Regions from separate parts of the Sus scrofa genome. Here region 2 is linked to region 1. The links are chromatin contacts, called in public Hi-C maps. All regions are on one chromosome and are shown on one strand. Each heading gives the region's core, a stretch centred on a gene start, on an enhancer-like site or on the middle of the called end of the contact. The rest is flanking DNA. Distances are from core to core; before and after follow the strand shown.

Region 1 (5,503 bases), core at 2,002-4,501:
GTAGCTCTCAGACTGTTATTCTAGCTCAGATCTCTTCTGAAGAGCCGACGGGTTCATCCACCTCCTAACTGATCTATTTCCAGCACTCCCGCCTGTGCATTCAATTCGTTCAGTGTCGCCAAGAGTATTTTTATTTTAATTTCTAATAGCACATACTTTAGAAAAATAAGGAAATAGGAACAAGAGTACATTAAATGTGGGAGAAGGGAGGCTAAAAGACGCCACACAAAGCAGTCAAGCAAAACCCAGGATGCAAGACATTGTATAGGACAAAGGATTGGGTTTCTTCAACAAATAGCATGGGGTAGGGAGTGGGGGGCTGTTATAGATCAAAAGAACTTAAGAGAACCACAAGCAACGTATGGCTCCAGTTTAAATCCTGACTCAAACTAGTAATACAAAGGAATTTTTGAAACAACTGGGAAGATTTAAATATGGAGTGAGTATTAGATGATATTAAGGAATTATACTAGTTTCCATATTTGTAATCATGACTGGGATTATGTAAAAAGAAAGGCCATTTGTTAGAAATGCATACTGCTATATAAATGAAACAAGACTGACAAAATGTTATAATTATCACAGCCGGGTACTCATTGTTTTTCCTACTTTGTATATATTTGAAATTTTTCATCATAAAAAATTAAAATGAAAGGGCAGATCAACTAAAAAGGAAAAAATAGGAATAACAAGAGAAAAAAAAAAAAAAAATCCCGCCACACTGGGAATGCTTGTTTACAGAACCAAAGGGCTATCTGGTAAAAGTCCTTGACTCTGGCAGTCAATCCTGGCAGCAAATCTGGGTTTATCTCATACACACGTCCTCTGTTTCTCTGCAACACACGTGAAGCACTCGGATGGCTTCTCAGGAACAGGAAATTGTGGGGTTTTCTTTTTTTCTGTTAAGAACATTGCCCCTTCGCAGAAGTATCCTGCAGTGAGATTGTACCTCAGTCCCAGAGTCATCCACTGCTGCCATCAGATTGCAGTTTAATAAGCCAGTGGTCAAGGTCAAATTGCCTATGTTCTGCTAGCATCAGTGATAGCTAACTACACGTTAAATCAATGGGAACCCCTTGCTAGACTGTATATTCTGCGTATAGACACCGCACTTTTACCTTACTCACTGTCAAATACCAGTGACCAGCATGTTACCTGGCCCCTAGTAAGCACTACTGTTTAATCAAACAGAAACCCTAGGGAAAGGAACCAAAGGGAATGCTACTTAGCGTAGGAAGAAAAAAGATCATGAAGACCGGTTTAGGGACTGCTTCCTACAGACCATAATATTCCTTTGCCAGTCACCAGAAATACAGTTATTAGGCAAAGAAACATAGATGCAGAAAGTTTAGGAATAACAGAAGCCCAAAGCACCAGGTCAAGGTAAGATTAGGAGAGAAAAATTTTGGTTTCGCTTGGATCCTTGCTTAAAACAGTATTTAAAAACAAATAAAACACTTTTCTCTCTCTCTCTCTCTTTTTTTTTTTCTTTTTCTTTTTTGGGCCACACCTGCAGCATATGGAATTTCCCAGGCTAGGGGCTGAATCATAACCTGCAGCTGCCAGCCTACACCACAGCCACAGCAACTCAGGATCCGAGCTGCATCTGCAATCTATACCACAGCTCACGGCAACGCCAGGTCCTTAACCTACTGAGCAAGGCCAGTGATCGAAATCACATTCTCATGAATACGTCAGGTTCTTAACCTGCCAAGCTACAATAGGAACTCCTCTCTAACTTAATTTTTAATACTTCCCCTTTACATTATCTTTAGTATTAGTGCTGGTCAATTCCCATTTTTTTTTTTTTTTTTTTGTCTTTTTGGCATTTCTTGGGCCGCACCCACAGCATATGGAGGTTCCCAGGCGAGGGGTCTAATCGGAGCTGTAGATACCGGCCTACACCAGAGCCACAGCAACTCGGGATCCGAGCTGCGTCTGCAACCTGCGCCACAGCTCACAGCAACGCCGGATCCTTAACCCACTGAGCAAGGCCAGGGATTGAACCTGAAACCTCATGGTTCCTAGTCCGATTCGTTTACCACTGCGCCACGACGGGAACTCCTGGCCAATTCTCATTCTACACACCATGGAATGTCAGGGAGCTTGCAAACTGGTACACATAATTATGGTGACATGTCTAATGACATGAAATATACAGAACTCTACATTTTCCCTCTTTTGTCTAAAAATGAAACTTCATCACTCCTTTTTCAGTGTCATTAATTTAATGAGTGTTTCCTAATTTGAAGCTCCTGCCCCTATCTTTGTGTGAAAATTAGTAATATAAATAACTTTAAACCATTTTAAATGGAGGAAGAAAGGCATTATGAAAACATGAGATACTGCTGCTCAAAATTGATTAAAAACACAACCTAGGAGTTCCCATCGTGGCGCAGTGGTTAACGAATCCGACTAGGAACCATGAGGTTGCGGGTTCGGTCCCTGCCCTTGCTCAGTGGGTTAAGGATCCGGCGTTGCCGTGAGCTGTGGTGTAGGTTGCAGACGCGGCTCGGATCCCGCGTTGCTGTGGCTCTGGCGTAGGCCGGTGGCTACAGCTCCGATTCAACCCCTAGCCTGGGAACCTCCATATGCCACGGGAGCGGCCCAAGAAATAGCAACAACAACAACAACAACAACAACAAAAAAAGACAAAAAAAAAAACAAAAAACAAAAAAACACAACCTAAACCTTATTTCTTTAGGAAGTTTTGAGCCCAAAGAAGTTTTGATAGCAAAGATACCAGACTTAGAAGCTTGCTTCAGGAGAATACTGTCCTCATGCCACACATGACCTTACTACTCCTTTGCATGCTACTGTAAACTCCTTAACCACCTGATGAAGAGATTTCCTAATGATCAATTCCAAAAAGTAGGTTTTATCCCATTCTCATTTAGAATGCAATGCTATGGCTGCAACACCATGAAATCAATACCTAGAAGTCACAAAACAAGATTTTGACGTGAGGGGATGTCCCGCTTTTAGAGTTCCCTTCTGGATAAGATACTGGAGGTCTCACTGCAGGGAACTTTTGAGAAAAAAGACAATAGGAGGATGAGGGATTGTGAAGTTTGTTTGGTTTTGGTTGTTTTTTTTTTTTTTTTTTCCTAAAGAAAAATACCAATAAAATAACCCTGTTGACAATGTAAAGCAGTGCTTCTATCTGGGGTCAAGGCCAGAGCAATGGACACTTTATCCCACTCATCCTCTTCCTCTGATAAAGTCCCAACCAGTACTGAAGTCTTTCTTCATAAGAGCCTTGAGGCCTTTTTAAAAAGGCGCTTGATAAAGAAGCGGACAAAGGAAAACTGAAATTAAGAGGATTTTCCAGTCTGTCTCTGGTGGCTGGTCCAGAAGGATGCCTCAGTTCCTGCTTCTCACCTGCCTCTTTATCACAATAACACTCGTGTCACCAAAGGGTAAGTCTTATGCCAAGTACATGGCACAATGTAATTTTTGTTGTAGGAATTTGCTGTTGTGTACAGGTTATTAAGAGCAAGATTCCAGAATCTTAAATATGGGTTCTAGAATAGTATAAAAGTCATGAATAACCTATGAAGATATGTTTTCAGAGAATTTCTCTTCCATGTGCCATTTAGCCTCTTGCCTGGGCATCCAAAATTTCCATAGATCTGCCATGTCCAAACAACTTTCCACAAGCCAAGTATTTCTTGGATATGTGTAAAAGAAATTCTAACCTCTTTATATTCTAGGCACTTTTATAGTTCCAACTTCAAGAGGGAAAAAAAAAAGATTTTTAGAGGGAAGGATGGAGTTTTTTTTCTTTAATGAATGCAAGGGACTAACTGTGCCCATGAAAGGAACAGATCTGAATAAATCAGTCTTCTGAGTCTTGACATCTGAAAATATGACTTTTGCACAGACTGAGTGAACTTTAAACTGTCGTCCTCCTCAGGCTTGGCACAAAACTGGCCAACATGGCAAAGAAAAATTTAAATTCCAGCTACTAAAAAATTTCTCTCTCCTTTCCCAGTATGAGTTCTAACTAGAAGAGAAAGTGAGAGGAGGTTAAGGTGAAGAGAAGTGTCCTTCTTGGCACTTTTGAAAAGCTGGGTGCTTAATTGCCACTATTTATTTATTCTGGGTAGCTCAGGCCTTGCTCTAGCACCTTCAAGAATATATATTAAAGGCAGTTCCCACTGTGGCTCAGTGGTAAGGAACCCCGCCCCCACTAGTATCCATGAGGATGCAGGGTTTGATCCCTGGCCTTGCTCTGTGGGTTAAGGATCCAGCATTGCTGGGAGCTGTGGTGTAGGTCACAGACGCAGCTCAGATCTGGTGTGGCTGTGGTCGACAGCTGCAGCTCCAGTTAGACCCCTAAGCCTGGGAACTTCCATATGCAGCAGGAGCAGCCCTAAAAAGACCCCCCCCCCAAGAAAATATGTATATATATGTATATATATGTGTATATATATATATATATATGTATATATTTATACATATATAAATAGGTTTGAGACCCTAAAGAGACATGGTAAACTAAATCCCATGTGGTGTCCTAGATCGGATCCAGGAACAGAGAAAGACATAGGCAAAAACTAAGGAAACCTAAACTATGGTTGAGTTAATAATAACATACCAACACTGGTTCATTATTTGTGGCAAAGGTACTACACTAGTGTATGATTATTTTGTAATATGGGAAACTGGGTCCCAATAGATGGGAACTCTTTGTACTAACTTCTCCATTATTCTCTAAATCTAGAACTGGTCTAAAAAAAAAATAATCTTAAAGATAGTTTTGGGCTAAGTTTCATCAGCCTGTATCTGCAGCCAGTACCGAACCAAGAATTGCTTAAGCCAAAGTCATCTCTCCCTTAATTTCCTCTCAGCTCTCTCCCCGTTCTTTCCTGGCTTACCCTCCCTCCAGCATCTCCTGTATCCTCCCATCAGACACCTTCTCCCTTCACAGATGTTTTTATTTTATTTTATTCATTTATTTTATTCTTTTTCGCAGCCCTTCTAAGACGTTTGACTCAATGCCATCAGAAAAGAAAAGGAGAACTTTGGGGGCTGGGGATTGGAGTCGAGGATAGGGCTGCTCTTGGGGAAGAGCAAAGAGAGAAAAGGAGAAGAGGCGAGGGAGAGGCACTGAGGGGGAAGGCGGGAAGTAAAGGGGGGGGAGAGGAGGGGCTTCCGGCCCCAGCGCGCGGGCGCAGAATCCCGCAACCACGACCACCCGAGGGGCAGCATCTGGAGTGCTGACTGAACTGTCGGCGACTCCCGATGTCCAGAACCAAAGGGCGGGGATGCATGCTGACCTTTGCTCTCGAACGCCCAGCATCCCGGGTTGGGGAGGGGCGGCCGGGCGGCTGACAGGCGAGCATCCAAGTAAAAACTGACCAGCCCTCCCTCTGCCAGCTGGTCCCCAATTCAGACTTTGAGAGAACCCCACTGGGCTGTTCTTTTTGAAGCTTTCTCACTTGAGAAGTGTATATGTGTGCACACACACACACACACACGCTTACATATCAGCAGTTCA
Region 2 (5,475 bases), core at 697-3,196, 52 kb after region 1:
TTCTGTTTTGTAGCGTGAGTGCGGTTATTTGCCTTCCTGCAATCTCTCTGTTGACTATTCCCATCCCCCACCAGTGGCTGCTGCATCGACCGACCCAGGTGGAGACTCACAACCAAAGTTTGCTAAAAGCTTTTAATGCTATTTTGCTAGAGACGAAAAGGGTTTGCTTCTTGTTTCCCTAAAAAAAAAAAAAAAAAACCCACCCCAAAGTCCTGTTGTCCTGCTGTCTTCTATTTACTGAAGCACACACCTAAGACTCCAGGCCAGAATATAGCCCCTGTGTTAATCAAATAGCTGAAGTGAATTAACTCTTTCCTGCCCCATCCATGCAAACTAGGATAAGGCATCTCTGCATTTATCCACTATGCCTTAGACAAATCAGGGCTGGCGGTCCAGGTGGGTCCTTGCACAGATTCACCCTATGGAATCTTCACAGAGAAGATGTAGCTTCCTTTTTTCACCATCTCCCTCTGAGGCTAAAACTTCTATGCAGCAAAATTTTTGGTTCTGGAGCAATGGTTAACTGTGGTCTCTTAGTCACTCTTGGTTTATAAGGAAGAGACTTCCCCTGCTCCAAGCTAAAAGGGGAGTGCAAGACTGATGGGATAAACTCAGCATGTAGCTCTTTTGAGTTTCTGAGTTTGATCTCTTGGTATGTGGAGAAAATCTTTCTCAAGTGATTTCCTGCTAGGCCAAACTGACTCATCATTTTCATCTCTAATCTCATAATGAAACACTTGATAAACTAACAATGAAACTAATGCTATATGAGACTGTGCATGCTTTCAAAAACATTTGCAGACCTTCTGGCTGTAAGGTCCAGGGCTCCATATTCTGGTCCCGTTACACTGACTTCCAACACAGGGCGAAGGAAGAGAGGCCACAGGGTCTGCTCTTTTGCAGCCAGGCTGGCATCCAGACCCCCATGTACCCTTTCTACAGCTCAGGTCATGTTCCTACCCATTCACAGCTCCACACCTGATACCAGGCCTAGGGGCCAGTCCCAGGCCCGCTCAGGGCCTCATCCTTGGTTTTCAGAGGTAGCTGGCAAATGCCCATCCTACTTCTGAAGGCTTGCCCTTGCCAATTGAGGCAAATGGATCACAGACTGACAGATCTGCAACGAAGGCGTGGACTGCATTGGGGGAGGGAGGATTCATTTCCAAGCTACGTGCTGAGTGACTGAAGAAGCTCAGAATTTTCTGGTAGAATTTTCCCTGAATGTTCAGCTCCAGTTTTTATCCCTGGAAGACCTCACAAAGATGTCACATCCTTTCTTCCCTGCCCTCGCTGTCTTTTCCTCAGTACCTCCCTGCCTCACACCTAATCTGTTCAAATGAGCCCAGGGTACAGGTTTTGCAAAGCTCTTTGGAGTAGGTTTGCTGGATAAAATGCAGGAAGCTCAGGGAAATTTGTATTTCAGATCGACAACCAATAATTTGTCACTATAAGTGTGTCCCAAATATCCCAAGTATTTTAACAAAGTATTGGTTGTTGATTTGAAATTCCAGTTTCACTAGGTGTCCTATAGCTTAATGTGCTGAATCCAGCAACCCTCTAAGCAGTGGGTGACAGGAAAAAGCGCCTGCTCCACCTGTTCACAGGTTCACCAGCGACCGTTTCACAAAAAGAGAAATCGGGGACTCACCATATCGGCACCGGTATTGACAGACTCCATTTTTCCCTCCCAGCAGTTCCAGAAAGGAATCGAAGTAGCTGTTGACAGATTCAAAGCTGCCCCGGATGTGCCGCAGGCCCCAGTCTGAATAGGACTCCTCTGCGTCAGGGCTGCTGCCACTCTGAACCAGGACCCCCTCCAGGCTCAGCCACAGAATCAAGAAGCTGGTGGGCAGCTTCATCCTGCAGCCAGGTAGGTCCTGAGGTCCCTCCTCAGACCCCGGCCCGTGCCCCCGGAAGTCCCAATATGTAGCCCAGCGGCCAGATGCCGGGCGGGACTGGGAAAGGGATTATCTGGGACACTCAATCTGTGTGTTCCCTGGAGCTGGACTTTACACACAGCTCGGGAGGTTGGGATGAGATCAGGGCAATTAGAAAGGGCAAAGGTTAGGCAGCCCGAGGGCCTATCTGAGGGATGGATAGTGAGAGAGAACACTTCAGAGCAGCTCCCAGCTCTCCCTGGAGCAGGCAGATGTGAGCTAACTTCTCGGGAGGCCTGAGTTGTGGAGCGGCTGGACGTCTACCCCCAACCAACTTGTTAACTTAAGGATCAGTTAGGAGAGTTTGTTCCCCCAGGACCCGCCTCTTGACACAAAGAACCTAGCCTCACCCCTAAGCTGGTCACGTACACATGGTTTCTAGGGAGATGCAGGAAGATGCAGAAAGGGCTCAGGAAACCCAGGGATGGTGGGTTAATGCTGTCACCTGGACCAATGGTCCAGATGTTGTCAGGTTGTGCTCTCAGTGTGTGTGAAGGGGGCGTTCAGATTTAGGACCCCAGCTTCTGCTTTGGTCTCATCTCGGCTCTCAGGCTTGTAGCCATCCTCTTTTTCCTCTGTTTTTACAGCAGTATTTTTATTTATCCCCACCAGTGTCTGATATATACAGATTGCCCTGAGAGGGAACTGAATGCTCCTAGCGTTGTTCTTCCACTGAGTTGCTTAAAAATCAGGGTCGACTAGAAATGCGATATGAAATTTTAGGCTTTAAGACTGTTGACTGAAGTCTAGTGTTTTGGCATCATCTTCAGTTTATACTTTGCTTTTTCAGTCGTGTGAAGAGATAAGTCCTATCTGTGAAATCGCTAGTCTAAAAACATGGTATCAAATGAGTCATTTAGCTTCTCTCACAAAAGTCTGGAAAGCCCCAGAGAAAATAGTGAGTTGGATGTCTTCATTTTAGATAAGAAATGTGTTTGTCTAAAGACTCAGACTCCAGCAAGAGCAGTTGTTTAAAAACATTTCATATGAATACCAACGATGCCACCAATACTTGAAGTACTATAATTTTTGAAATCACTGTATGTTAATTCCTCATCAATTCTATGAAAAAGGGTAAGTACCATTCCCATTTGAGAGGTGAGAAAGCTGAGATACAAAGGTTAAATGACTCAGTCAAAGATAAACAGGCGATCAGTGGTAAAACCTGGGGATCAGGACCAGCTACATAATTTGAGAGGTCCAGTCAAATTGAAAATGTGGAGCTCCTTTTCAAAAAAAGCACAGGGGGAAAGCACCATTAAAGACCTAAAATACAAAGCTTTCTCTTTAAAAATGTTTTCCTGCATTATAAATATTGTAAAATATAATTGGGTAACAGTGATAACTGAGTAATAATATAAACTTACAAATCACAAAAATATTTTTGGTGTCAACTTTATATAATACAATATGTAATACTTTATTGGTGTATGATCATAAGATTTTTCTGACTTGCTTTCCTGCAAATTCATTTATTCAGTCATTAAAATTTATACTCTCAATAACTTCATTTTCAGTTCATACAATTAAAGCAATGTTAGGTGCTCTTGACAAATGCAAGATCACAAATAATATTTGATAAATTTTTAATTTTGTGAAGCCTCTGCTGATCCAGCTGCTACTGGAGCTATTAATAGTATTTTTCCCCATTTCTTGATACCTTAGTTTTTTTATTATTGTGATAAACAATTAATAATATTTACCATTTTAACTTTGTCTTTTGTCTTTTTAGGGCCGCACCCGCAGCATATGGAGGCTCCCAGGCTAGGGGTCTAATTGGAGCTGTAGCTGCCGGCCTAAGCCACAGCCGCAGCAATACCAGATCTGAGCCCATGTCTGCAACCTGCACTGTAGCTCACGGCTTAACCACTGAGCGAGGCCAGGGATTGACCCCACAACCCCATGGTTCCTCGTTGGATTCATTTCCACTGTGCCACGATGAGAACTCCGCATTTTAACTATTTTTAAATGGACAGTGCAGAGTCATTATGTACAGTAGGTACATTCACAATGTTGTTCACCTGTCATCACTCTCCATCTCTAGAACTTTTTCATCATCCCAAATTGAGACTCTATGCATATTAAACGATAATTCCCCATTCTGCTTTTCTTCAGCCCCTGGCAACCACTGTTGTTCTTTTTGTCCTTATGAATTTCTCTGTACTGGTACCTGATAGAAATGGACTCATACAATATGTGTCTTTTTGTGTCGTTTCGCTGAGCATAATGTATTCAAGTTTCATCTCTGTTAAAGCATGTGTCAATACTCATTCCTGTGAGTAATGCTGCTATGAAATGAGTATAGCTTTTGGGGTCCCCGCTTTCAATTCTTTGGGGTACATACCTAGAATTGGATTTGCTTGATCCAATTCTATGTTTAATTTTCCGTTTAACTTTGAGGAATCATCATACTATTTTCCACAGTGGCTGTAGCAGTTACATTGACCCCAGCAATGCACAAGTGTTCCAGTTTCTCCACATTCTTATCAATGCTTGTTATTTACCATTTTTTTTTTTTTTTGGCAATGGCCATCCTAATGGTTATAAGGTAGTATCTCCTTGCCATTTTAATTTGCATTCTCTAATGATTAGTGATACTGAGCACCTTTTCACAAGCTTATTGGTCATTTGTATATCATCAGAAGTGTCTGTTCAAGTTCATCTTTGCCTAGTTTTTTTTCTCCCAGCTTTATGGAGGTACTGGAATATAACATGTAAATTAAAGGTGTACATCATGATGATTTGATGCTTACATATATTGTGCAAGGACTATACAGTAGAGTTGGTTAATGCCTCCATCACTTCACACCATTGCCATTCTTTTTTTGTGGTGAGAACGTTTAAGATCAGTTTTCTTAGCAACTCTCAAATATATAATAAAATATTGAGAACTCTAGTCTATATGCTGTCAATTACATCCTCAGAGTTTATTTATTTTATAACTGAAAAATTATACCCTTTAACTGATATCTCTCCAATTTCTCCAACCCTGAGCCCTTGGCAACCACTTTTCTATTCTCTGTTTCTATGAATTCGGCTTTTTTAGATTTCACATATAAGGGATATCGTAAAGTATTTGTCTTTCTCTATTTGACATTTCACTTAATATTAGGCCCCAAGGTCTATCTGTGTTGTTGCAAGTGGCAGAATTTCTTTTTCGTGGCTGCATAATATTCATATGTAGAGACACGCATGTGTGCACACACACAAACATATCTCACATTTTCTTTGTCCATTAATCTGTAGATGGACACTTAGGACAATTCCATGTACTGGCTATTGTGAATAATACTGCCATGAAAATGAGGATAAAGATATTTCTTTGATCATGATAATATTTCCCAGAAGATTGCTAGATCATATGGTAGTTCTGCTTCTAATCTTTTGAGGAAACTGCAGTTTTCCATAGTAGCTTAACCAATGTGTACACTCACCAACAGTGCACAGAGGTTCCCTTTTTTCTACATCCTTGGCCCACATTTATCTCTTGTCTTTTTGATGATGACCATTCTGACAGGTGTGAGTTGATACCTTTTTT

What was found. A called contact is a pair of places that touch in the nucleus more often than the background predicts.
Region 2: a contact with region 1 is called in a Hi-C map of skeletal muscle, with 2.1 times the contacts expected there. The contact joins the promoter of PLA2G12B here to the promoter of OIT3 in region 1. A contact is called at or near these places in 4 of 47 Hi-C or Micro-C datasets (embryonic fibroblasts, liver and skeletal muscle).

Annotation. Positions count from the first base shown.
Region 1 is chr14:75,723,121-75,728,623 of Sscrofa11.1, forward strand. It overlaps OIT3 (oncoprotein induced transcript 3), which reads left to right and starts at 3,252. Exons shown (of 9, transcript NM_001244899.1): 1 at 3,252-3,419. The coding sequence starts at 3,359.
Region 2 is chr14:75,776,913-75,782,387 of Sscrofa11.1, forward strand. PLA2G12B (phospholipase A2 group XIIB) reads right to left here and starts at 1,947. Exons shown (of 4, transcript NM_001243338.1): 1 at 1,649-1,947. The coding sequence starts at 1,859.